Linked DNA regions of Mus musculus: all the other regions are linked to region 1. A link is a contact called in public Hi-C, promoter capture Hi-C and targeted proximity ligation data. All regions are on one chromosome and are shown on one strand. The core of a region is the stretch at or near the end of the contact, and the rest is flanking DNA. Distances in the headings are between cores, read along the strand shown. Region 1 holds the start of Gng3 (guanine nucleotide binding protein (G protein), gamma 3). Region 2 holds the start of Fads1 (fatty acid desaturase 1). Region 3 holds the start of Rcor2 (REST corepressor 2). Region 4 holds the start of Fads3 (fatty acid desaturase 3). Region 5 holds the start of Vegfb (vascular endothelial growth factor B). Region 6 holds the start of Cyb561a3 (cytochrome b561 family, member A3). Region 7 holds the start of Tmem216 (transmembrane protein 216).

Region 1 (3,714 bases), core at 161-2,660:
CACAGCACCCTGTGGCCGACGCTGCGGCGCCCACCCCTGGGGTAATGCGGTGTACACCAGATCGCCACCGCGGCGAGGCAGACTCACCGGCCTCTCGCTGCCCAGGCAATATACAGAAGGCAGTTCCGGCTGCCGAGGAAGCCCCGCCCAACTGTCAATCGCCTACAGGGGCTGAGCCTTGCATAGAGGGCAGAGCCTGTAAAATGCTTTGCTCCCCAGTGTCTCTGCCCATTACACTTTAGTTAAGTGACCAAAGGACCCATTATAATCTCCAACGCAGTCTGGGACTCCTTGGTCCTCCTTTCCAGGCCTCAACCACAACCCTCTGCCCATACCTTTACCACCTGTCTTTTCAGTGTGATTGAATGGAGGTGTGAAATAAATGCTGATTTTGTTTTGTTTTGTTTTGTTTGTTTGTTTTTTGTAAATTCAGTAGAGTTCCTTGGGCCTGTAGGAGTCCAACTGGAGCTCAGAGAGCCTTGCACCCTGCCAGAATCTGAATCTTGTGTGTTGTGTGCGCAGATGGTGCCGTCCGCTAGTCAAGCGTGGCGGCATTTCAACCCCTTTCAGTCTCCAGTTTTTATGCTGCGTGATTGACCTTCTGTGACCCACGTGATGCAGCCAACCTCAAAATCCCTACAAAAAACCATGAGACTAGATTTCTGATGGTGGCATCGTCTGGATAACGTCCTCCAGGAGGCAAGGCCAATGCACATCTTTTTGAATAGTAGTAATCCACTCAAATTACATGAAAAATTTCCAATCGATTCCCTATTTCCCCAGTGCCAACTCTTGCCACCCTACTCCCCACTCCGAGAAGCCCACCTGTGTTCACAACATTCACACTAACTCTCGTGGCAAGGTGCCTTACCTCGTCTTTGTCTGATCCTTTGATCTGGTCTCTGCATGTCTCTCTTGCCCCAGCTTCTCTTCTTTGATGTATCATTTCTTTAGCTATCTTCCTGATGGGTTACCTCTGGGTCTCCCAGCTCGCGTCACTCACGTGGTAGAAAGTGGTGATCTAGAAGCTGATCACCTGTAGAGTGTTACATTTTCCTAGCTCTGAAGAACGGTGGGTCACTGAAAGAAACCAAGATTCAGGTGCTAAGTGCTGTGTCAGGGTGGGGGTGGGGGTGGGGGAGCAGCAGCCCAGCTGATGTCAGACTTTCAAATGAGCAGGGTCTTCCGCAGTGGGGACAGACTCTAATGCAGGGGCTGTCACAGGCCCAGACCACCCCATTTGAGAGGGGAGCCTGCTTCTGCCTCAGGCCCTTTGGGGAGCTATCTAGTTTAGACTAAGGACTTGTACAATGGCAGGGGCAGGTAGTGAGAGAGCAGCAGTGAGGGTGTGCACAGGGGATGCAAACAGCAGACTGACTCCCCCACTGTCCAGGCAGTTGGTATGCGCCAGAATCAGCAGCTCCTTCTAGCATCCTTCATCCTTCAGGTACCAGCCATCTGGGCAGAACTTAAGCTGTGGAGACTGAGACCACCCCTCCAAGGATCTCGTCTGAGCATCTCTAGTGACCTTCTCTGCATTAACTGTCAGTGCTACGGATATTTTTAGCTCCAAGTCCTGGCAGGGTGGGGCACCTATCTGAGGCAGGGTTTGGTGCCCCCTCCCCACTGACCCTACATCCCTGGCTGCCGCTGCTGTTACTTCAGGTGAGTAGAAAGCAGCTTTTTTTCTCTTCAGGGCTTGAGGGGGGACAGGTGGCTGATGTGATTTCATCAGGGTGGGGCTCTTTCTGACTGAGGCTTTCATTGCTGGTAACATATTTGGCTCAAAGACTTAAAATCCTTAAATCGTTTGTATAATTTGATGACCAGGACCCAGGGGTTAGGAGAATATTTCATTTTATCTTCTCCATTCTCCCTACTTAAAAAAAAAAAAAAAAAAGAAAGAAAAAAAAACCTGGGATGGCCACTGGAGAATGGGGGCACAATCCCAGGTGTGTGGTTGTGAAGAGCTGAGTGTTTCAGCTGACTGTCTTTACTCCAGGATGAAAGGGGAGACCCCCGTTAACAGCACTATGAGTATTGGTCAAGCACGCAAGATGGTGGAACAGCTTAAGATTGAGGCCAGCTTGTGCCGGATAAAGGTGGGTGCGACCCTGGCTCCCATCAGCCCTTCAGGGCTCAGCTGTGGGTTTGCAATACCCTCCCCTCCCCCCTCCCCCCAAGAAAAGATGCTTCTTTTCTTGACACCCTGAGGTCAGTGGCAGAAACTGGGCTTTGTCAGCAAAGTTGTTCCCGAGGACTGGCGTTGGGGGAGAGGGCTGTCTCAAAGGGCACTAGAAACAAAAAGATAGTCTATTGGAGAAGAGAACTGCAGTCCCTTTCAGGAATTCTGGTTAATGTATCCCTTCCTGGCTGGGTTCCAGGTGTCCAAGGCAGCAGCAGACCTGATGACATACTGTGATGCCCACGCTTGTGAGGACCCCCTCATCACTCCTGTGCCCACTTCCGAGAACCCCTTCCGGGAGAAGAAGTTCTTCTGTGCGCTCCTCTGAAGAGCGGTGGACCTCCTCTGAACTCATCGCCCCCTCCCAGACCCGCCCTTAGATTGGAAATTGTAGTAGATCACTTCTACCCGCATTTACCCGGAGATTATTTGAAGCACAAGGCCCTCCTTACCCATGTCTACCCCATCTCCTCACCCTTTCAGGCTAACTCCAAGCACCTTCTACTCTATCTATAAAGGGACCCCGCTAAACTGCCAAAATCCTGCCTGTTTCCCTCGGTGATCCATCCGTTCAGGCAATGGAGAGGGGGATGCCCGGGTGCTCACCTGGAGCTATGAAAGGTAAAGGCATTTGAAGAATAAAGTCATTCAGAGCCTCAGAGGACAACGTCTGTGTTAGCGTTCTTGGGAAAGAGGATCCTTAATCGATACACTTGCCATATCCAGGGAACAGGGCCAGTCGAGCCCGTTAGACATTGTAAGGATTGGAGATCGCAAAGTATAAGGTGCCCGAGCGCCCCCAGTGGGGGGTTGTTAAAACGAGCGCTCAGAAGCCGCGGAGCATTCACACGAGCGCGCAACGTAAGCGGCGAGAACCACACAAGGGCGAGCAGGGTGGGTTTCCGCAGGCCCAGGGACAGCAGCCCCGGGGGGAGGTGGCCCGAGAGGCCGTGGGGCGGGACAGGGCGACTCGGCGCGGCAGCCAATGCCCAAGATGGCGGCTGCCTGTTCGTACCCGCATGGAGGCACGCGCCGAGGGTGCTCTTAAAATGGCGGTCCCCAGCGTTCCCAATAGGGAACGATCCCTTATGCGATCCTCTGGTCTTAAAATGGCTGCCCCTGCCCTCTCAAAGTCAGAGTCAGGTTCTCTGTCCCATAGAATCTGGAACTAGACATGCTTTGGAGACCAATCACGGGGAGTGGGGATGGGGAGACACCTAAAGCAGTCATGGGTTCTTAAGTTCAGTGTGGTGACCAACACTCCGGAGGTGTTGGACACACACAGAGGCAGATGGATCTCTGAGTTCCAAGCCAGCCACGACGACACACAATACACAATGAAATCCTGACTTAAAACAACCAGTCACTAGGACTGGGACCCAAGAAGCCCAGAGTGAGTTTTGCATAAGAATCTCGCCTGAGTAGAGGTTCCCTTTGAGGTGTATGTAATAACACAAATGTGTTAAACAGGCCATCTTGGAGCACCCTGTTCCTTGGTCTCTGTGGGATCTAAATAAGTAATAAATTTG
Region 2 (3,588 bases), core at 59-2,558, 1.3 Mb before region 1:
GAAACCGGCTCCTTCTAGCCTGGTCGCTAAGGCCCTCCACCTCTAACTTCATGGGCAACTTAATAGGAACCCTGAGGACCCCGGGAGCACGTTAGACTGGCAGACAAGGAGTAAGAGGTCGGAGGGATGGCATTAGGTAGTTAAAAGGGAGATGGACCCAAATGTAGAGACCCAACAGATGACAATCCTGTCAAAGAATGCTCTGTCCTAAGTCATTCCTAGTCCGGCCCTCGCCTCTGAGGGAGGATATGGTCTAAAAAGAGAAAACAGGGCCACTAGACAGAAGCTGGGGTTCGTACTGACTCTTCCTTCAGTAAGCTACAACGGAAAAGGGACGCGACCCCGCGAAGTGTCTAATCGCGCGGGAGCCCTATTCCCTCAATAGTCGACCTCCCTGGCCCAAGTGACCTCGCACTAAGAATCCGAGTACAGTTTTACGACTCCAACTGCAAGCTGTCTTGGACCGGCTCAGGTTCATTACCCTACCCTCCGGGCTTCACAATGTACAGGTGATGCCCAAGCACCGGGTCCTCAGTGTCATCCCTAGCGCAAGCAGTCCTTTCCCACTTCCTTTCCGCTCCGAATCCCAACTTAGGGCCAGTTCTCTAGGTCAGACAAGGCTGTGTTCACCCTCCTAGCCTGGCAGACAGGACGCGACTCCCACTCTCTGCTCAGACTCCTCCTCCCACCACCGGAGGTTGCAAGTACCGTTGAACGGGTGCCTGGAAAGCTCATTCCCTCCTATCCAACCCATGCTTGAGACTCCAGAGGCAAAGCACGGATGTGCAACCAGCCCTTTGTTTGAGTGTGCGTGTCTCCGGCCACCGTCTACCGCTCCGGTCTCTCAGGCGCTTGCATCCCGGGTTCAAAGGCCTCTCTCCCCGCCAATGTCCCTCCCCGAGGTGCAGATGCGCCTATTGTCCGCTCTCACCGTGGCATCCTGACCCGCGTAGTGGCTGATGACCCGGGAGCCCCCCGGGTGGCGGCGGCTGAAGTCGCTGATGTTGTACACCTTCCGGTCGATCACGAGCCATCGCTCCTTCTCCCGCCCGGAGCGCTGCGCCACCTCCTCCCAAGTAAAGTAGCGCGTTTGGCGGAGCTGGGCGGAGGCCGGGCCAGGGGTCGGCACCGGGTCGGGAGCCATAGCAAGCTTGGCGGGGGAAGCTGGAGTCTGAGAGGTGCGCGCTCCGGGCCGCGGGGCAGCGCACGCCAGGCTCGCGAACTAGGGGAGCGTCGGGCTGCCTCGAGCGCGCGCCCGGAGACCGCCGTTCGCGCGCAGGGTTTTCAGCACCCTTGGCGCGGACCGCCGAGCCCCGCGGCGCGAGCTCCCATTGGCTGAGCCGAGTGGCGTGGGGCGCGAGCTCCGCCTCTCTCGGGTAGCAAAGACAGACTCCCCACTCCCCGGAGAGACTCAGGCTACTTCCAGCGGCAGAGACGCGCCCCCTCGCGGGGCCTGAAAGTGGTCTCCAGGCTATTCCACTTCGGAATTTATTTATTTATTTTTTTATTGAGCATGGTAGGGATTGATAGGATAACGGTTCCTTTGAGTGCGTCACAGCTTGATGTAGCTAAGGCGGAGGTCCCAAGGGCGCATAGAAGCTTGGTGTGAACATATAGAAAAGAAAACAGTTCTCATGTTGCTCAGGCCGGCCCCAGACTCACTGTGTAGCTGAGAATGACCTTGAACCTCTGACTCTCCTGAGTTCTGGGTTTACAGGCACTGCTTTCCACGTTCTGTTTCATACAGCAGATTGTGCTAAGGCAAACGTTCTGTCAATTTCCTGCCCCTAGGAAACACGTGACAAATTAAACACAGTGGCTTTAGCAAACAAAACAGCATCCTGACCCAGTAGCCGTTCAGAGATCCCCCTTCCTAGCAAGGTGGGCAGTTAGCATGTGTGGAAAGAAAGAGGACTAACATAAAGAAAGAGACTGATTGGCTACAGTTCCAGGCTTTTGCTCACGTGATAGCCCAACGCTAACAGAAGTCTTGTCTGCTATGATTGGCCGTCACTTTTGACTTACAAGAATATAGTACTTAGGAACACACACACACAATTAACACATGCACGCATGCACACACACACATGCACTAACTAAAATGTGATGATGATGATGATGGTGGTGGTGATGATGATGATGATAACAATACTAATGATAGCTCTATGGTTCAGGAGGAACAGTTGCCTGATGCAAAACCCAGTGACCTGAAATGGATCCCTGGGACCCACAAGATGGAAGGAGAGTACTGACTTCCACAAGTTTTTCTTCTAGCCTACATTGCCTGCAATTCATGGCAGCACACACACACACACACACACGTAAATAAATAAATAAATGCAATTTTAAAAACGATTTTAAAACAAAAATAAAACGAAGAAAGGCCAGCCTTGCCTTCTTTGTATGTAGTTTAACATTTGCAATTAGCTTTAGCATTTTCTATTTCTAGTGATCTTAGTTTCGTATTGTGTTTTGTTGTTATTTTTGTCCCTGGAAGCAGTAGCCCTGGCTGATCTGGAACTCACTGTGATGAACAGATTAGCTTCGAAGTTGCAATGATCGCCCTGCTTTGGCCTCCCAAGTGCTGTAATCATAGGCAAGCACCACTGTGTTTCACTATATTAATTAGAATTATACAGGTTTAGTGGCCTTAATTGTCAGGAGACAGTAGGACGCAATCAATCGTGAAGTTTGTGTGACAGCCTCAGCAGTGGTTACACCAGCAGTGTGTAGACTGGTGAATCTAGCAATCTCTATTTCTGGAAGCATGAGCTTCTTTAGAGCGCCGTTTGCCAACTGTGGCACAGAGCCTGTTCTCTAACAATTCTGTGTATTGTGGGTCTTTCTGCAATAGGGAACTTTACTGGGAACAAAACATCTCTATTCTCCTTGGAGTTTCGCTCTTGCTCTGGCTAAGTGTGAGAACTAAACTGTCTGCACGGACATTCCTCAGCCTCAGTTTCCCGTTCTTGATAATGGTGCTAAACCATTCTGGCATAAGAAGTATTAATTTTATATGAAAAATTTATCTTATATCTTACTACTTAAAATCTTTTAATTTTATTTATTTATTTATTTATTTATTTATTTATTTAGAGTATTTACCTGTGTGTGTCAGTGGAAAAAAACCATACATGCCACAGCCTATATGTAGATATCAGAAGACAAACCTGCGGGAGTCTATTCTCTCCTTCTATCATGTGGGTGTTGGGGACTAAACTCAGGTCATCAGGCTTCTAGGAAGTACCTTTACCTGCTAAGCGGCCTTGCTGTCCCTTTATCACATGTTTTGAACAATTAATGCTTAGATTGCTGTATTAGCTGCTTTTTCCCAGCTGTGCCAAAATACTGACAAGGTGCAGCTTAAGAAGGAGGGTTTAATACGGCTCCTAGTGCGAGGGTAGGCATGGGCATAGCATAGGCAGAAGCCATGGCACCAGCTGTGGCATTCCGAGCTTGCTCACATTCAGGCAAGCCAGGAGACAGATAAGAGGACTGCTCACATTCCGATGCCTTTCTCCTTTACCCACTTGAGTTCAGGATCCCATAGAATTGTGCCACTTACTTTCAGAGCAGTCCTTCCCTCTT
Region 3 (3,298 bases), core at 333-2,832, 1.6 Mb after region 1:
TGCCGCCCTCCCTCCCTCCATGTCTGTCCTGCCACTCACCAGGCTTGCACTCCGGAATTACTGCTTGGTAATTGGTTCCAACTCGGATCATGCTGTCTGTGGAGCCAGGGGAGGCAGTCAAGACTCCAGGGAAGTAGGGGGAGGATATAGTGAGGGGAGGTAGCTGATCTGGAGTTCTCCTTCCTGACCACTCAGGGACCCCCACCATACAGGAGACTCACTTTTCCTTGATAGTGCCCCCCAGCTACCCTCCGATAGAAGGTACTAGGAGAGTCATACCCTGCCTAGTCATGGCCATGGGGGGAAGGGGAGGTTAAGAGGACACTTTTAAAGCCCAGGCTAGAGCAAAGTGCTTTGTTCTAACTGGGGGTGGGAGCTTGGAGGGCTGCCCCTAGATCTGGACCACAGCCTTGCAGAGAGCTCGGGGCTCCTCCCCACCACATGAGCTTCACAGCTCCGCATAGAGGTATCTTCCCAGTACCTGGTCCAATCAGACCTCAGTCCCCTGCAAGGCTGCAAGGTATGAGGACCCAATCCATCCAAGAGAGGCATCCTAAGCTCCCTCAACGACTGAGGGCAAAGGGGAGGTGGGTGGTCAAGGGCCCAGCCTGTAGATTTCCTGTGCCGGCAACACCAGGCACGAGAAGGCTGAGGTTGCAATCCAGGAGCGGCAGAAACCATCTGTGGTTCGCAACTCTCCCCCCCCCCTCCTCCACCTTCCATGATCCCTCCCCGGACCAGCGCGCCTTTAACCCTAGGCCACCAGGCTCACCATGAGAGTGCTCCTCCTCGCTGCTGTCATCCTCCGAGTGTGGCTGTCCGCCGTTGGGTGCCGTCTTGGCCCGACTTCGGGACAAGATCCCGGAGCCCGCACTGGGCTTCTCCATTACTGAGGGCATTACCCTACCCGGCAGCCCCGAGGGGCACGGGATCCTTTGGAGAGCGCAGGAGCTTGCCGCGCTTGCCTCGAGTGCTGCGCCTGGCCCGGCCTGGAGGGGTCGCCACTGAGGCTACGAGAGGCAGGAGGTCAGCGTGGCTAGGGTCCGGGAGGTCGGGGCCCCGGAGGGCAGCCCTAACGCTCACTGCGACCCCCACGGGCGAGGACGGCAGAAAAGTTTGTGAAGTGGGGGTACGGGGGAGACGGCGCGGCCGGGGGCACGCTCGCTCCGTGCGCCCCTCGGGGCTGGTTCTCCCCCGGGGAGAGTCGGGGCGCGTTGCCCTCGGGGAGCCCCGGAGCCGCGCCGCGCGCCTGCCCACGCTGTTTGGCCAGCAAGGGCTACCGCGCAGTGGCCGCCGCAGCTGACTCCGCGCCCCTCGGCTGCGCTGAGGATGCCCCGATCCCCAACGGAGGTAACCCTGCCCGACCCGACCCCACGGCAACCACGCCAGCCGGCTGGAGCCCCGGCGGCAGGACGGCGCGCACGGCGTGCGGCGCTGGAGCAGAGTTGCCGGGAGGCGGGCGGAGCGCAGCCGCGGGCGCCGCCTCGCACCCTCCCCGGCGCGCTCGCTCGCCCCGCCGCGCTCGCGCTACCGCCGCTCGCTCGCCCGCTCTCCGCCGCCGCTCGCTCCTCGCGCACACAATGAAGCTGCTGGCAGGGAAGTAGTGCCGGCTGCGGCCTCAGCACCCCTCCCCCAGCCGATGCCTCCGCCAGCTGAACATCTGGCCCTGGGGTGGGAGGGAGGGCCCGGGGGGCGGGGCCTGGGGCCGGGGCTAGACCTCCAGGGGGTGGGGTCAGGACCGGAATGGGGCGCACGTACCCCCCCCAGGGAGCACCCTTGGTGTCTCTGAGTTCTCAGACTTGGCCCTTTTGGGTAGACCCCAGTGCCCCCCAGGAGAAGCCCGGGGTCAGCCCCACCCACAAGCACACCGGTTCCACACACTACTGGGCTCTGGTTACTGTGGCCTGCCCCGGGGGCCCTGAGGCCGCCTGTCCGACCGCCCGGGTGGAGCCCAGCTTTTCCTTCCATTTCCCTTCCTGCCAAGGAACTCCCTGCCCCCCCTTCCGCAGGGGGATCCCCCCCTTCATGCGCCCTTGGGGGCCAAAGCGGATGGGAGGCCGGACAGGCGCAAGATGAATTTCTATAAGAGCCACTGGGCTAGAACCTGACTTCTGCTAGGTCTGTGGGTCCCCAGGGGTCACCCTAGTGTCTTTCAACTGCTGCAGTCTGCACCCAAAACAGTAGTATCAAAGATTGAGGAATGAGTATGAAAGGTAATAGGGCAAGTTCTGGGCTGAAAGGGGCGAGCTCCTCACTGGGTTCACTGTCACCCCAGCTGGAAGCAGCATCCCCCCTCCCCCCGGACAGGCACAGGCAGAGTGACAGACAGGGAAGCGGGTTGGGAGGCACAGACGGAGTTGGGGGAGGGGGTGGGCAGAGACTTTCAAAGCCAGACCCAGCCACCCTGCCAGGCACACAAAGAGCCAGCGCACTCACCGGCAGCAGCTCGAAGCCTGTGAGCTGCGCCTGTGCCCGTCCCCGCCGCCTGGGGCACGTGCTGCAGCTCACACAGGCCGAAGCCCCCGCCCGCTGTCCCTCCCACGGGGAGCCCGGACTCCTGGACACGCCTCTACCCGGGCACACCCGCTATGCCCAGATCGAGCCGAGCCTGCACGCGCACCCTCCTCTCCCTTCCCTTCCTTGGCCACTCTGTAATCAGATTCCTAAATTTAGAAGCAGCCCTGGCCCCAACCGGGGATCCCTGCCCCTACCCACTGGCTGTGGCCGACCGGCCTGGGTCCTGTGGTCAGGCCACGACCTGGCTGGGGCATCCTGTTCCTGGGGGCTCTTTGCCTGCGGCTGGCAGAGTCAGACACGACCCCGCCCGACTTCAGCACTGTCCGGCCACATAGGGCCACCCAGTCAGCGGCCACGTTGCCCGCCACACCTTGGGCCAAGGTTATGGGGCCTTTTTTCCTCCCCTTAAATCATGAGCTGGGCACCAAGCCTCAGGGTGGGGAGATCTGGGACAAAGAAAGAAAGAAAGAAAGAAAAAATGAACCAGAGGCAATCTGAGCTGAAGGGGTCTGTACCAAGAGGCAAAGCGACTTCCAGTGGCCCCTAGAAATGAGTGGCAGGGAGCCAGACCTGTCCCCAATACCTGTACCTTGTAGTGAGGTGCTCCTGTTTCTATCCCTTTGCCTAGCTAGCAACCATTGTGCACACCACACTCTCCTATGATGGCGTCTTTCTTGCTTCTGGCACCCATTAGGCAAGGCTTCTATTGGGTCCCCCCTCCTCCACTTGCCTCCTTCCATAGGAGAACCTAGGATCCCGGGCCAAGACCCCAAGACCTCAA
Region 4 (3,580 bases), core at 69-2,568, 1.2 Mb before region 1:
TGAATCCGGGAGGAGAGGGACAATGACAGTCCTGGGACACAGAGAACCTCCTCTGCTGCCACCAAGTTCTTCCACTAGAGAATCATTCCCTCCAGTCTTAAAGACCTTCCGGGTACCCAATGTGACTAACCTACAATTTTGGATAGTCGAGGGCAGAGCACCATGGCCTCAACCTTTGTCCATGGAGTGGGACTGAAGGAGGAAGGGTCTGGGAAATTGCTTCACCACTGGGCTCTAGCCAGATAGTCCTTCAGGCCAGTTCCATCCCTTCTTGTCTAGACACGGACTGAGAATGGGAAGCCAGAGTCCCCAGGGGCTAGTCGGTGACTGGGGTGACTGTGCTTCCCGTGGAGGCCCACCCAGCCTGGCAAAGTCTTCCCACGTGTAGCTGCCAGCCCAGCAGAGGTGAGTCACTGGCCCTCAGAACAGTCTACACAAGTGCTGGATAAGCCACAGACCTCCAGGCCCTGCCCAAGCTCTGCTGCCCAGCCCCCAGTTTCTGATGGCACGTCCCTATCGCTAGGGACCCAGCCCTGCCCCAGGCTCTTGGAAGCACCAGAAAATAGTCTGTGACACTCAGAGCAGAAAAGAAACCCTCAGTACAACAGTGAGGGTACTTACCTGGGGCAGAATCTGCCCCTCACGGCACACCCACCTCTGGGGGCCCATTCTTCCCTGAGATCTATTTATTCCACAGACTGACCCAAACAGCCCATCCTCCGTGAAAGAAAGAGACCTCCTTCCCTCAGGCTCCATCTCAACTCTGGAGCCAGGGAAGGGGTCAAAGGTCAGAAAGAGCAAAAAGGATGCTAAGGTCCGCAGGTGGAATGAGACGCCAAGCCTATGAACAACGTCTCCCTCTCCACCGCTAGTGCCAGGCTCCACCCCGCCGGCTGTGGGTTAGCTTACCGTGGCGTCCTCCGCACCGTGGTGGCCGATGAGGCGGCTACCCCCTGGGTGCCGCTGTGCCCAGCGGCTGATGTCGTAGACACGGCGCTCGATGACCAGCCACTTGTCGCCTGGTAGGTCATGCTGGCGGATCTGCTCCCAGCGGAAGATGGGTAGGGGCGCCCCCAGCGGTGCGGGCCCCTCCCGCGGCCCGGGTCCCCCTCCGGGCTCCCCGACACCGCCCATTGCCGCTGTACACAAGTCCTCCGGACCCCGGTACGTGACCAAGGTCTAAGAGAGACACTGAGGGAGGCGAGGTGGCAATCAGGGGTCTTCCTCCGCCCGCCCCACCGGCCCCGCCCTGCCGCTGCGGCCGCCGTAAGAGCGTGCGCCTGCCCGGCTCTCCGCGCAGGGAACTTTTCCCTCCCTTATAACCGCGCTGACAGCGCTCGCCTCGCCCGCCCCTCGTCCCGGCCCCCGCGCTGGCCAGTCCCGCTCTCGCTCCAATCCAGGCGCGGCGCCTCCACATCTATTGGCTGCCCGGGGAGGGCGGTGTCGCGAAGGGGCTTGCCCCACCCTCGAGGGCCTGGGGCCACCACGCCCGGCACTGCCCCCGGGGCACTGCCCCCCCCCCCCCCCAGTTTCTCGGACTCTCGGCTCAACTGAGAAGGCGGGGGATGGGGACCCAGCGCGCACGGGAGTCCTGCAGGCCGCTGCGCCCAGGCACACCCGCAGGGGCCCGAAATGAGCCCAAGTCTGAGCCCTGAAAGGCTGAGAAATGTAGTTAGGGACGTCACCGGTCTTTAACCAGGCATCCCAGGTAGCTAGAAATGAGGACACTACCTTGGGGTGACTGTCAACAGCCACCAAACAATGGACCTCATCCCCCAGTAAACCCTCAATATCCACGCGAGGAAGCCATCTAAAGCAATCTGCAGGAGCAGATGGCCTCTCCTCCTGGCTGTACGCAGGATTGGGGATGCCCAGGTTGGCCACTGGAGGAGGAGCAGAGGACACTGCTGCGTGGAGGTCTGCCGTTCAGGAGATGAAAGAATGGTCCAGTCTGCAATGGGTGGCTTGCTTGTCACCACCTCCCAGTTCTCCCCATTCATGGTGTCACATTTTTGACTTATTAAATTCAAATCCTCTTGAGAGTGTAACTACGTTCCCAATTGTACGATGTTTCTTTGAGACAGACATCAGTTCCTTAAAAGTTAAAAGCTTTCACAACTGGCAAACTTGAAGGTCCATCAGAATTTCCTTGAGGGCTAGTTAAAACAGACTCCCGCACACCACCCTAGTGTGACTCAGGGCAGAAAGGTGAGGCAGACCTGTTTGTTGGGAGCAAATCTTTTCAGAACCTTAAAGTGTATTTTTTCCAATGTGCAAACATTTCCTCTTGGTCTACCTAAGGATTTGTAGGTGACCTGACCTCTAAGGCACCCCTGTGGATAACAAAACCAACCTGTGTTTCTTGCCTACAAAAAACCAGTATATGCATGTAACCTTCACATATCCCCTCATACACTTTAAGTCAGCTCTGAATTCTTAATAATGTCTAATGTGATGTAAATGCTCTATAAATAATTGTTCACTGCATTGTTTAGGGAACAATAAGACTAAAAAAGGCTGAAAGCATTCACTCCAGATGCAACTATTACAGGCCTAAATACACAGGACAAGGAGGAAAGCAGAGGCGAGCAATACTCTAAAGAATGTTGGTTAGATACCTGGGACCTGTGAGATGAGGAGAGGTGACATCAGGGGCAGCCTACGTACACACTGCCTCCATGGAGAGTGAGGAGGGTGTCACAGTCCAGTCTTACATTTGGGAAACTTCCAGAATTCTTTTCTGAACATGTCCAATCTACTCCTGTTCCATCTTAGGCTGCAGAACTCAGAGAGAAGGAAAATCCATGACGTGTATCACAGGCAGACCAGAGCTTGAAGAAAGGAGCCTCTTGGTTCTCTCTAGTTTGAGGAACTCTTGCTTTGCTTAGCCAGGACCAACGAGCCCAAGATATTGCCACAAACAGGAGCTGTTCAATCCCTTTCTATGAAGGCTCTTCAAAATCCTGGAACATGTTTTCTTCTTCACACCTGGGGATACAGGAGCCCTGGCCAAAGAGGATGGCAGGTACTGCTGCCCCCACATGGTCACAGTGAGGACTGGGATAGAGAAAGCCTATGCTTCCCAGGGAATACACCTATTGTATCCAAACTTGGATGCTCATAGGGTGTGGCCTTGATTCATTCTCACACCTCTCGCTCAGTAAGATGTGGCTGGCTCAAGAGCCATTCAAGGGCTCCTTCCCTGGGATCTTGGCCTCAGGTATGGGAGGCAGTTAGGGGTGGACACCAAAGTGGAGGCTGGGCAGACTTGGGAGATAAACCAAGGATAGGCCCTAACTATGCTGCCTTCTCTGGCCATTTCAGTCCAGCATGGAGTCTACAGGTGGTAGACTTTCCACCTGTATCTAGATGTGTGTTTCCATAAAGCATAAACTATGAGTAACTTCTCTCCACTTCCCACACAAAGAGCTTCCCACTTTAGTTCTCTGTAGGTCTTAGGGTCATCTCTAGATGTCTCTCTCTCTCTCCCCCCCCCCCCCATCTCTGACCCCAGAGAACTTGCAACTTGTAGGGAGTCAGAGGAACTTGAGTCTCCATTGTCCATCCCCAAATCCCCAAA
Region 5 (3,725 bases), core at 464-2,963, 1.9 Mb after region 1:
GCCAGCCACTGCAGCCTATGACCTGCATACTTTGTCTCTCTCAAGCTAAGAACTTTGTGAAATCAAGAATTGGAGCCCTGCCTTTCTGAGTAAAGGCAGATCTGCACACAGGGCTAGAGTCGTTTTCTGTTTCTCATAGCTTGAATGTTAATCTTTGATGCTGCTTGTTGGTGAGCTGGAGCCACCTGAAACCATACTCAAAAAACCACACACGGTCAAAACCCAGGGGTTCTCTCCTAGCACTGCGTAAATGAGGGCGGTTTTTCCTTTTTGTTTTGTTTTGATTTGTTTTGTTTTGTTTCTCTGAGACAGGGTTTCTTTGTGTAGAACTGGCTGACCTGGAACTCCCTGTGTAGACCAGGCTGGCCTCGAAGTCAGTGCACCATCACCACCAAGCAATTTTTTTTTTTTTTTTTTTTGCAAATTTTTTAAGTTCAGGGTCATCTTTGGTTACATATGGAGTTTGAGGCTAGCCTAGGCTACATTAAACTGTGTCTCAATATAGAAAGAAAGAGGGCCAGGCAGTGGTGGTGCACGCCTTTAATCCCAGCACTTGGGGGGCAAAGGCAGGTGGATTTCTGAGTTCGAGGCCAGCCTGGTCTACAAAGTGAGTTCCAGGACAGCCAAGGCTATACAGAGAAAACCTGTCTCAAAAAACCATAAAAAAAAATAAAAGAAAAGAAAGAAAGAGCGAGGAAGGACAAGTGCCGTATAACAGTGACAGTCCATGGTAGCTGCCAGGACCTCACCATACACTCGAATGCATGCTGTCATACCAGTTTTCTGTGGCATAGAAACCCAAAGGATGGAGCCCATTGTCCGTAGTATCTAGCAATGGAGATTACCTAAATATGCCCCCTTTCTAGTCTTCTGGGAGAGGCAACCTGATTTCAGAGCTGTTTCACCAACCTTCTTCACAGGACAGCCAGTGACTTAGGGTGCCACCTAGTTCTGGGACTTGGGCCACTTGGTGTCTGTTATAGAGAGAGATGTAAAGTTGTGTGAGAGATGCTAGAACCTGGTCAAGGACCAGGGTTTGAGGGACACCAGAGTTCGGAGACTCGGAGTTAACTGCAATTCCTTCACAGGAAGCTGGAGCAGGTGCATCGCAGCTTCATGGATGAAAAGGACCGGATCATTACAGCCATCTACAATGACACTCGGGCCAGGGCCAGGTCTGTCACTGCTCTGACTTTGCTTCCTGCTTCAGCACCACCCTCCAGGATGTCTGTCCTGATCCTGTTTTTCTTTCCAGGGCCAACAGAGCCAGGATTCAGCAGGAGCGCCAGCAGAGGCAGCAGCCTCGGGCAGAACCCTCCCTGCCTCCAGAAAGCTCCAGGATCATGCCCCAGGACACAAGCCCCTGAGAGGCTTAACTAAATGGGACCTTCATTGGTCCTCTCCCTGCTGCCTGTCCAGAACTACACGTGCAATAAACTCATTTTCAGACGCCTGTCCGATTCGGTCCTTCAGGTCACGCATCTCCTCACCCCTCCCCTCGTGAGGCAGCGACCCCCGGAGCTCGGCCTCCAGGGCGGTGTGTCCCCTTTCCCCTGCAGCGGCGGGAGGGGGCGTTTGGAGGGGACCGGCTCCGCCCCCGCCCCGCCTCCGCCCGCGGCCCGGTGGGGAGCGCGTGTTTAGGTCACATGAGCCTCTTGCCCGCCAGCCCCGGCCAGGCCCCCTGCCACCCCCCGCCGTCCCCGTTGCCCGCCGTCCCGGCCACCACCGCCGCCACTACAGGCCGCCTGCCTGTCTTGTTCCTCAGGCCGTCGCTGCGGCGCTGCGTTGCGCTGCCTGCGCCCAGGGCTCGGGAGGGGGCCGCGGAGGAGCCGCCCCCTGCGCCCCGCCCCGGGTCCCCGGGCCCGCGCCATGGGGCTCTGGCTGCCGCCGCCCCCCACGCCGCCGGGCTAGGGCCATGCGGGCGCTCCCGGCGCTCGCCCCCCGCGGGCACCATGAGCCCCCTGCTCCGTCGCCTGCTGCTTGTTGCACTGCTGCAGCTGGCTCGCACCCAGGTACGTGCGTCCGCGACATCCCGCTCGCTAGCTCGCCCGCCCGCCCGCGGTGCCCTCTCAAGGTTGGCGGAAGTGGGGAGGCGCCTGCTACCTCTGTCGAGGGGATCCTCAGTTCAAACCGGGAATATCCCTTAAGAGGTGCCCCTTGGCGAAGGCCCGCTAGTCCTAGCCCATGCCCCTGGGGCCACTCCCCCACCTCACCCCATCCCCTGGGCGGTTGTAGGGCGGAGCTGCCTCCGTGCCCTCCGAACCTCGTTTGTCTCCCACTATCCTGGCTCCTGACCTAAAACAAGCCCAGCGCTAAGGCTTGGGCTTTAGTACCATTCCCAGAGTATGCCTGGTGGGTCTTGGGCCAGGGAAAGTACCAGATGTCTGAGTATACAAGAAAAATTAGAACCAAGGTCTTGGGAACAGAATAAATCTGGAAAGGTGTCAGAAAGGCGCAGAAGCCTGACTCAAGGACGGAGCCCTTACATAGCCACAGGGCCAGCCCTTTTAGAGTGCATCTTGGGCCCAGGTATCTTCTTTCCCACAGGCCCCTGTGTCCCAGTTTGATGGCCCCAGCCACCAGAAGAAAGGTAATAATAGTTAACAATAACTTGCCACCAGCCAGTACTAAGAGGGGTTAGCACTTGCTCTGATTTCATATCCCTTATCTTGCGTGATCCCAACTCCTTTGGGCGATACCATTCCATAGAGGAAGAAACTGAGGCAGAGGGCTTAATCATTTCTTGAGAAACAAGGCAGAGAAAGACAGGTTTAAAAGATGGTTGGGGTGGTGGTGATAGGGTATCAGAGAGGCTACATGCTCAGAGGAGCTTCAGGAGACCTGATAAGAACTTAATCCATCTGGGTCTGCCCACAGTGGTGCCATGGATAGACGTTTATGCACGTGCCACATGCCAGCCCAGGGAGGTGGTGGTGCCTCTGAGCATGGAACTCATGGGCAATGTGGTCAAACAACTAGTGCCCAGCTGTGTGACTGTGCAGCGCTGTGGTGGCTGCTGCCCTGACGATGGCCTGGAATGTGTGCCCACTGGGCAACACCAAGTCCGAATGCAGGTACCAGGGCCTATGGGTCAGGTGTGTTGATGGGACAGTGATGTCCTATGGGCTGGGCCAACCCAGGGAGGGGCGTGCTGGAGGTGGGAATTTCTGGTCATTCTTTCTCTAGCCTATCTAGTATCCCCTTCCTCTGTCTTTTTCTGGCCCTGCCCCCCACCACTCACTGTCTCTTCCTCGTTCTCCTGAGCACAGATCCTCATGATCCAGTACCCGAGCAGTCAGCTGGGGGAGATGTCCCTGGAAGAACACAGCCAATGTGAATGCAGGTGCCAGCCAGGTCCAGGTCACAAAGTGTAGCATGGGGTGGGGGTACCAGGCATGGGCTTGTACCTTACTTAGTAGGGACCAGGTGACTGAGAGTAGAGCCAGAAGTAGTAGGCATGGATCCTGGGGCAAGAGTGCAGGAGGCTTGGGTTTCTTTAATCTTTCTCTCTCTCTCTTTTCAGACCAAAAAAAAAGGAGAGTGCTGTGAAGCCAGACAGGTGAGTTTTTGGGATTCTTGGTGCTGGTCCAGGAGAGAGAGCTCATGGGTTAGGGGGTGCACAAGTGAGCCAGGAGGCTGCAGCCCCTCTGCCTTCTTCTCTCACCCGACTCTCTTCCCTTTTATACTCCCCAAATCCACACACTCTGCTCTAACCCTAGCTCCTG
Region 6 (3,669 bases), core at 530-3,029, 1.7 Mb before region 1:
AAGGCAAAACATTCCAAACCAACCCGCATCACTCCAGTTACAAGTCCTGGACTAGCACTTTGCCACAGGCTTAGAACAGATGGGACACTTTTCTGACAGAAGGCCGGAAAGTTAGTTACATTGCTGTCTACAGTTCACAAATAAGCCCTCTCTTTTCCTAAAATAGCAAAAGCAAGGAAAAGAACGCAGGCAAAGGCTGAGACTACGCTCTCACTTGCACTGAGAGAGCAGTTTGTACTAAGACACCAGACATGCTCACCACTGCCGGGTCTCCTGTCCTTGCTTGGCTGAGCCCCATGCTCAAGGAGGGAGTCCACAGACTCTTTAGGCTGTTTGGGCTTGAAGCCTCTGTCACAACTATATTCATTCTTGGCTGGTGTAATATAAGAGTAGCCAGGAAGGGTATCTCAACAAATGAGCATGGCTGTGCCTCGTTAACACCACAGACACTGATGTCTAAGTTTTACATGATTTTCACATTTCACACAATATGATCCCTCTGCCCCAATAGTTTAAATATGTAAAAGCCACTCAGGGTTAGATGTATGGGGTGTAGTTTATCTACCTTGATTTAAGAAGTGTACCGAACCTCTATTTAATGTTTTCCTCAATTCACTGGCTAAAGGATTCTCATAGGCTGAGCTAAAACAGAATCAGTCCCTGGGTTAAGAAGTGAACCTTCCATTACTCTCAGGAAAAGGCTGTACTCCAAACACAGTTACTTTTAGAAGTTAGAGCTACAAACAAAAAGACCAAAGGGCAGAGTTAGTTGTTTCCTCCTCAAAGACGGAGGGACACTAAGAATTCTGGGGACCAGATTTAGAGTGCAAATCCTATAAACCTGCATCTTACAATTCAAAAGTACTGCAGCGCCGGGATCCAAAGAAGAGTAACTCGGTCAGGCAAATGGCAAGCCTGGTACAGGCACCCAGTTCCTGTGTTCAGTTCCCAGAACTCATTTCCAAAGGCAGCCCCTCCAAACGGCAGGACTCAGGAGTGAGTGACAAATAATATTCCACTCAGGAGTGTGAATAAAGTCCACCTTAGCACAAGTGCTCACAGACCGGTCCTTCGTCCTTCGGACAGTCAGATTTACTCCAGGTGCAAGGGGGGTATGACGGTGACTCCTTTAGTCAGGTTGGTTCTAGCAAGTCTTAGATGAGACGCCTTTTGAAAAGCGTGAGAGCCTCTACGAACACCACCTGCGGTATGGAAGGGGCACGGAAAAGTGTCCAATTCTTACGAGGAAAAATAGGCTGAACGCCGAGGTAAGACAGAGCGAAGCAAGGAAGCGGCGGAACCACCACTGGAACCCATAACCCGGCTCTCCCAGCCCGGGTTCTATCCCACCCTTAGCCACACAGTGGGACACCTTGGGGGCAGGTCTCTGGGACCCGCCGGTCAGCGAGAGCTGCCACTCCCTAGGCTCCTCTTGAACCTCGGAGAACTGACTTTCCAGCAAGTCTGCAGACCACGGCATCCGCTACAGAGGGCGCTAAGTGAGATTTTTATAGGCTCGGCCACTTCCGGGGGTGAGCTGGGGCGTCTGGGAAATGGGGTTTGCAAGCTAAGGGGCGCGTTCCTGAGCGGTCCGATTCCTAGGAGCGCTGCGTCCTATCAGCCTTGTCTCTAACCACAGACCCCGTCCAGAGACAGGTGAAATGCTGGGGTTAACAACCTCACGCTAGGGTCGGCCCTCAGCGAGGCAAGATAGAAGAACCGGTCACAGGGAGAGCCTGAGAAAGCAAAGACCCTAACATGGCGGGCAATTAGCAATCTACTTCCGGAATTTAAAGCCAGCTTCCGGAAGCCGAGCGAGTGTTCCCATGACAACCGACGTCGGTTCCTTGAGGTGCGTGTAGATGCTGGGGATCATAGAGTGGCTGGAAGTCAGAATTTTGTGTTGCTATTGCTTTTGCTATGAGTCTTTTGCCGAGGCCTTTCGGTCTGTGAGCGGATTGGGACTGGTGAGGAAAACCGTGTTAAACTGGAGGGTGCTCGACCGCGTAGCCAGAGCGAGGGGCGTTTCTGCCTAACGGATGCCCTTGGTAGAGCCTTACCAAGTGGTGCGTTTGACTCTACTCATTTGCGAGCTGGAGGAAATGACTCTATTTATGCGTCCTTGCCTATAGCCAGGGGATAATTCTTTCCTACCTTGCAGATTGTTATGAGGATTAAAGTAAATTCTCTTGGTTAACAAGATTATCATGGCGCTGGTACCTAGAGAGATATTGTGTGAAAACTCAAGCCCAGAGAAGTTACATTCATATATTTAAAGAGAGAGAGAGAGAGAGAGAGAGAGAGAGAGAGAGAAAGAAAAGAAAAGAAAACCACGGGGCTTTTCCACCGCGGAAGGTGGACGGGTTCCGGACCCCTCAGAACCTTTGCAAAATGAGGGTTATATGCACTAAAATGGCTGCTTTTCAAGTCCAGGGATCAAGTAAAGTTATAAATATGCTCCCCTCACTTGCTGCCTCAGTGTTTCTGTCATAACCTTTATAAAGTTCCTCTAGGAGAGTACTTTGTCTTCTCAACTCCTTCTGTATGTGACACTGTCCATTTCTATGAGGACATATTTCTCACCTACTTAGATAGCACTCTATAAATTATGAAATAGGCTGGTTGTATAGTGCCTCTTAGAATACCACTCTGCCACCTACCAGCTGTGGAATCTTGGTCTAATTAGTTACCTTTGCTGAGCCTCAGTTTTCTCATCTAGGAATTGAGGGAAATAAGAATTGATTTTCTACCTTATGAGGTTATTATAAGATTTTAATAACATCTGTGATTGAAACAGTTCCTAGAGTGTTGCATGAAATATATAAGGGTTTTATTTACTACCATTACTACTATTATGTGACCAGGCTGTCACTGCTCTGTAGTAACCCTAAATATTCTTGGTTAGAGTTGTGTATTTGTCAGGTGTGGGTAAATTCCTGTAGAACAGGCTCTCAGGGTTTACCCTGAGGATCAGGGCAGGAGGATCAAGAAGTTAAGATGAGCTTGGGCTACATAGCAAGATCTGGTTCCAAAAAAAAAAAAAAAAGCGCCATGCATTAAGAAGGATCCAGACATGGAGAAAAATTTGCTGTTAATGAGTCTCTAGAATGAATGACAAGTTATGGTGCAGTGGGGTGGAGTTGGGATGGGTTTGGGTTTGTCTTGTTTGGTGAAGAATCTTGGCTCTCATAACCCAAGCTGGCCTCAGACTCTTAATCCTCCTGTTTTAGGTTCCTGAATATTGTGATTATAGGTGTGTGCCACTATGCCTGGCTTTAGCTGGGTTTTTGTTTTGATAATTGGTTTTAACTAATATACCCTGATCACCTAGAATGGTGTTTTGCATACCAATGTTTATTGCTAGACTTCTAATATTGCCTTCCTTGCCCTTCCTCCCTTTCTTACCTCTTTCCCCTCCAAACAGGTCCTTGCATTAGAGCCAAGGAAACAGCTCCGATTTGGAAAAACTAAACATCTCTCCTGGAGTTCTGGGCAGAGAGAAAACCAGTAGTCATTTTCTTCGGAACTGTGGAATGTACCCTTGGGAGTCCCACAAATCAGGCAGAAGATGCTCCAGACCGGTAACTACAGCCTGGTGCTCTCCCTGCAGTTCCTGTTGCTGTCCTATGACCTGTTCGTCAACTCCTTCTCAGAGCTACTCCGAATGGC
Region 7 (3,447 bases), core at 520-3,019, 1.7 Mb before region 1:
GGCAATTAAGTAGGTCAAATTACCACAGTGAAATTTTCTTCCTCTGTAGAGGTAGAGGGCTCAGTTTTGTTTTTCTTTTTCTTTTTTTTTTTTTTTAAGATTTATTTATTTATGTATGTGAGTACACTGTAGCTGTCTTCAGACACACCAGAAGAGGCCATCAGATCCTATCACAGATAGTTGTGAGCCACCATGTGGTTTCTGGGAATTGAACTCAGGACCTCAGGAAGAGCAGTCAGTGCTCTTAACCACTGAGCCGTCTCTCCAGCCTGGGGCTGAGTTTTATTTGTGGCTTACTAAAGAAAAGTGTGTAAGAGCACGGCTATAGATAAAGCCCAGTGGGGAGTGTTTGCTTAGCAGCCCCAAGCTTTGGGTTAGACCCCAGAGGGCAGGAGACCCAGCTGCATATTCTAAGGTTCCTGCAGGTTACTGACTTAGTCTGTGTCCACTTTTGGTACCTATGCTGTTGTGGCATCCTGACATGAAACAGCATCATTTTCTTAACCAACCAGGTGATATTAAGGCTATAGATTATATCATCTCTGTTGACAATGGGTAAACTTTTCACTGTAGCATGAGAACTATATGTGTATACAATATCAAAATGTTTAGGCAGAGTGATTTAAGACCCATAATTTACAAAAACAAGCAACTGGTCCACCCTCCTTTCCTCTGAGACTCAGAGCAGGGGTGTGTATGAAGGTAGTTCAGATGGGGTGCAGGGACCAGGGCTTTCTCCATCACCTCACCTTGCCGTGGTCCTTTAGTGGGAACTTAGAATTCCATTTAAGACCTGCCAGAACATTGTGACACCCACTTGAAACCCCTGTACTGGACGGGAAGCAGAGGCAGGAGAATTTGAGGCCTGCCTAGCCTACATAGGAGACCTGTCTAGCCAAACTAAACCAGACCTGAATAAGGCAGTGGAAGGCACAAGCAGAAGTGAAGGAGGAAGGAGAGCAGAGGTGGAGGTGGGGAGTGATGGAGGGAGGCTTCTACTTAAATTATTCTCCCGGAGTGAGGACCTGCTTTGAGAAGCAACAATTACTGCCTTTATCCACACTCCTACTAGGTAGGGAAATAGCACTTTCATTACAGGTTACTTACTCTCTCCCGTTATTTGTTGACTGACTGCCATACTCTAAGGGCTGACAGCTGGAGTCTTTTCAGAAATCTTACTCTTTCACCCCCTGCCTGCAACAACACGCTCTTGCTTCAAATTGCGGCCAGGGTTCGTTCATAGCGCAAGCTTGTTGGAAACATTTCTCAATTTCCAACTGGCCAGACGCTGTCTCCTTTCAACACCCTTGCACTCTTTGGGTCGCAGGAGAATCTCATTATAGCACCGCTGTTTTCCCTTGTACTCCTAGAAAGGACATTCTATCTTCAACGGTTTTGGTGTTTACATAGGCTCCAGGTAAGCCTTTTGCACGACAGTGGCATGGGGTGTTTTTAAAAAAAACACATGCAGTAGAAAAGAGAATGGTGGGCGCAGGGCCGATCCTCCAACTACTCGGCCACACCGGGCCACTAACGACCTACGCCATGACGCCGGGGATGGAGAGAGTTCAGCTGGAGAAGTGTTCTGGTCTCTCTGCCGTCGTTTAAAACCCCATCCTCCCCCTAGACCACTGTAGGTGGTTGACGGCTGGCGCTGTTCTGTGCATGGGCGCGGCCGGTGGGGTAACCATAGAGTAGCACCGGCAGGCAGAGCGGCCAGAAGACCGGGCGGCTCGGTGCCGCGCTTCCGGCAGCGCCGCATTGCTCCGGGCGCTGCAGTGTACGCAGTTTCCATGGGGACTGAACATGGCGCCGCGAGGTGAGACTCTGGAGGTGTGTGTCTCTGCCCCTTATCCCACGGGTACCTGCCAGCCCCCTCCACCTCTCTGTCTCCAGAGCTCGACCTAATCCTCCATTTCTAAAAGTCGGGGTCTTACTCTTCACTTGTCTAAATCGGGCTTGGGTTGTTCTGATCACCCCGAGTGCCTGCATGGGTACTCGAATACCGTACTCTTAAAAATCCCCGGCTGGCCCTATTCTGGGATGGCTCAGTTATGAATCCTCCCGCCTTGGACAGAATTAGTTTCTGTGCCTCAATTTCCCCCTCAGAAGTGACAGGGTTGAATATTTGAGGTGCCTCTCAGCTGTGATTATAGCTGAATTGTCAGAGAAGTAGATGTCAAAGTGATTCCTGAGAAAGGAGATTGAAGGCAGTTCCTGCCACACCAACACTCACGTCATTAGCAATCAGAAGTTTCTCCCTCATTCACAATAATCTTGTGATTTCTCCGGATTACAAAGAACCTTCACACAGAACAGAGTAGAGCTCTAGCTGCCCTGCCCATTCTTTGTTTTGCTTTCTTTCAGATAAAAGATTGTCCTCAACCCCCCTGGAAGTCCTGTTCTTTCTGAATGGGTGGTACTATGCTACCTATTTCCTGCTGGAGCTCCTTATTTTCCTGTACAAAGGTAAGCCTGGGCCTATCTGCCTCTGCCCCAGCAACCCTTTTCCACTTTAGCATACTCCAAGAACCTTCTATCTTCTGGTCCTAGCGGCATCTCCATTGCAAGGCAGAAGTCTCTCCAACTAATGGCTTTAGAATGATCAAATAGGATGTCTTTCAGCAAGACTTGAGTTTGAGAAATGTGGGTTTCTCCATCCCAACTCTTTCCCCATCTCTCTTTACTAAAATATTCAGATCTGTGTACCATTATAATTCAGTCATTTGGCAGAGTCAGGACTTGGAAACTTAAAGCCTGTAGCTGTAACAATCTATACCTTGCTGATTTGTGAGATGTTAAGACTGGTTGGTATCCTTGTCCCGGGTTTGTGGCCGTCCATCCTTGTGGGGCCGTGGGGCTGACCGTTAGCTAGGTGGTGTGTGCATACTCTGGCTTTCCCTCCTGTAGGGCTCCTGTTGCCGTACCCAACAGCCAACTTAGTCCTGGATGTGGTGATGCTGCTGCTCTATCTTGGCATTGAAGTCATACGATTGTTTTTCGGTGAGTGTTGTTCAGAAAATATTTCCATTGCTTATGAGACATGCTGGAGCCTGTAACTTGATTAACAAGACAAAGAACCTAGGCTCACTATCAGAGTGGATCTGGTAATGTATATACCATTGCTTCTTCCCTGAGGCTTCAAGCTGCCGCTTCATATTCTAGGTCAAGGTTTACCTGTGTGTTTGTGAGTGAGGCTAGAAGCGGGCAGTAGCACTGATCTTAGACCAGTCCTCCCAGCTGCCTGAGTGCCACAAGAGTGCCTGCGTCTTCTCCTTGCTCTGAGAGAGGAAAGCAGTACATTCCTAAAGAGCTCAAGATCCCCTCCGCTTCTCTAAACAAGGATTTCTCTAGAAGTTCCTAGACACCAGAGAACAGAGCAAAACTGCTGATTACTTAGAATATATCATCCTAGTGCGAAAATACAAACCTAAGGGAGAGAATGGT

Evidence for each region. Promoter capture Hi-C pulls out the DNA fragments that hold promoters and counts their contacts. A called contact is a pair of places that touch in the nucleus more often than the background predicts.
Region 2: a contact with region 1 is called in a targeted proximity ligation map of astrocytes, with 2.4 times the contacts expected there. A contact is called at or near these places in 6 of 39 promoter capture datasets (the C10 cell line, cranial neural crest, hippocampal neurons and 3 more) and 2 of 130 datasets of targeted methods (astrocytes and large pre-B cells).
Region 3: a contact with region 1 is called in a promoter capture Hi-C map of stem cell-derived epiblast-like cells, with 4 times the contacts expected there. A contact is called at or near these places in 1 of 39 promoter capture datasets (stem cell-derived epiblast-like cells) and 1 of 130 datasets of targeted methods (embryonic stem cells).
Region 4: a contact with region 1 is called in a Hi-C map of pro-B cells, with 6 times the contacts expected there. A contact is called at or near these places in 10 of 39 promoter capture datasets (the 3T3-L1 cell line, the C10 cell line, the HPC-7 cell line and 6 more), 1 of 484 Hi-C or Micro-C datasets (pro-B cells) and 1 of 130 datasets of targeted methods (pancreatic cancer cells).
Region 5: a contact with region 1 is called in a targeted proximity ligation map of embryonic stem cells, with 6 times the contacts expected there. A contact is called at or near these places in 2 of 39 promoter capture datasets (the C10 cell line and cranial neural crest), 3 of 130 datasets of targeted methods (astrocytes, embryonic stem cells and large pre-B cells) and 1 of 9 other capture datasets (embryonic stem cells).
Region 6: a promoter capture Hi-C map of erythroid cells shows a contact between it and region 1, with 7 times the contacts expected there. A contact is called at or near these places in 6 of 39 promoter capture datasets (cranial neural crest, erythroid cells, hippocampal neurons and 2 more), 1 of 484 Hi-C or Micro-C datasets (B cells) and 3 of 130 datasets of targeted methods (embryonic forebrain, embryonic hindbrain and stem cell-derived stembryo).
Region 7: a contact with region 1 is called in a promoter capture Hi-C map of second pharyngeal arch cranial neural crest. A contact is called at or near these places in 6 of 39 promoter capture datasets (the 3T3-L1 cell line, cranial neural crest, frontonasal cranial neural crest and 3 more) and 1 of 9 other capture datasets (pancreatic islet).

The regions. Positions count from the first base shown.
Region 1 is chr19:8,836,942-8,840,655 of GRCm38.p6, reverse strand. Gng3 (guanine nucleotide binding protein (G protein), gamma 3) reads left to right here and starts at 1,410. Exons shown (of 3, transcript NM_010316.3): 1 at 1,410-1,665; 2 at 2,003-2,102; 3 at 2,385-3,714. The coding sequence starts at 2,004. The coding sequence ends at 2,513. Bscl2 (Berardinelli-Seip congenital lipodystrophy 2 (seipin)) reads right to left here and starts at 3,189. Exons shown (of 12, transcript NM_001136064.3): 1 at 2,792-3,189; 2 at 872-1,080. The coding sequence starts at 946.
Region 2 is chr19:10,180,608-10,184,195 of GRCm38.p6, reverse strand. Fads1 (fatty acid desaturase 1) reads right to left here and starts at 1,308. Exons shown (of 12, transcript NM_146094.2): 1 at 932-1,308. The coding sequence starts at 1,144.
Region 3 is chr19:7,266,563-7,269,860 of GRCm38.p6, reverse strand. It overlaps Rcor2 (REST corepressor 2), which reads right to left and starts at 1,582. Exons shown (of 12, transcript NM_001320554.1): 1 at 773-1,582; 2 at 40-96. The coding sequence starts at 899.
Region 4 is chr19:10,039,286-10,042,865 of GRCm38.p6, reverse strand. It overlaps Fads3 (fatty acid desaturase 3), which reads right to left and starts at 1,318. Exons shown (of 12, transcript NM_021890.3): 1 at 910-1,318. The coding sequence starts at 1,134.
Region 5 is chr19:6,985,639-6,989,363 of GRCm38.p6, reverse strand. Vegfb (vascular endothelial growth factor B) reads left to right here and starts at 1,713. Exons shown (of 7, transcript NM_001185164.1): 1 at 1,713-2,012; 2 at 2,548-2,590; 3 at 2,878-3,074; 4 at 3,270-3,343; 5 at 3,524-3,559. The coding sequence starts at 1,953. It overlaps Dnajc4 (DnaJ heat shock protein family (Hsp40) member C4), which reads left to right. Exons shown (of 7, transcript NM_001357001.1): 6 at 1,089-1,175; 7 at 1,256-1,453. The coding sequence ends at 1,367.
Region 6 is chr19:10,575,267-10,578,935 of GRCm38.p6, reverse strand. Cyb561a3 (cytochrome b561 family, member A3) reads right to left here and starts at 1,779. Exons shown (of 8, transcript NM_201351.2): 1 at 853-1,779. Tmem138 (transmembrane protein 138) reads left to right here and starts at 1,550. Exons shown (of 5, transcript NM_028411.4): 1 at 1,550-1,852; 2 at 3,425-3,669. The coding sequence starts at 3,569.
Region 7 is chr19:10,554,085-10,557,531 of GRCm38.p6, reverse strand. It overlaps Tmem216 (transmembrane protein 216), which reads left to right and starts at 1,769. Exons shown (of 5, transcript NM_001277860.1): 1 at 1,769-1,819; 2 at 2,368-2,469; 3 at 2,911-3,003. The coding sequence starts at 1,807.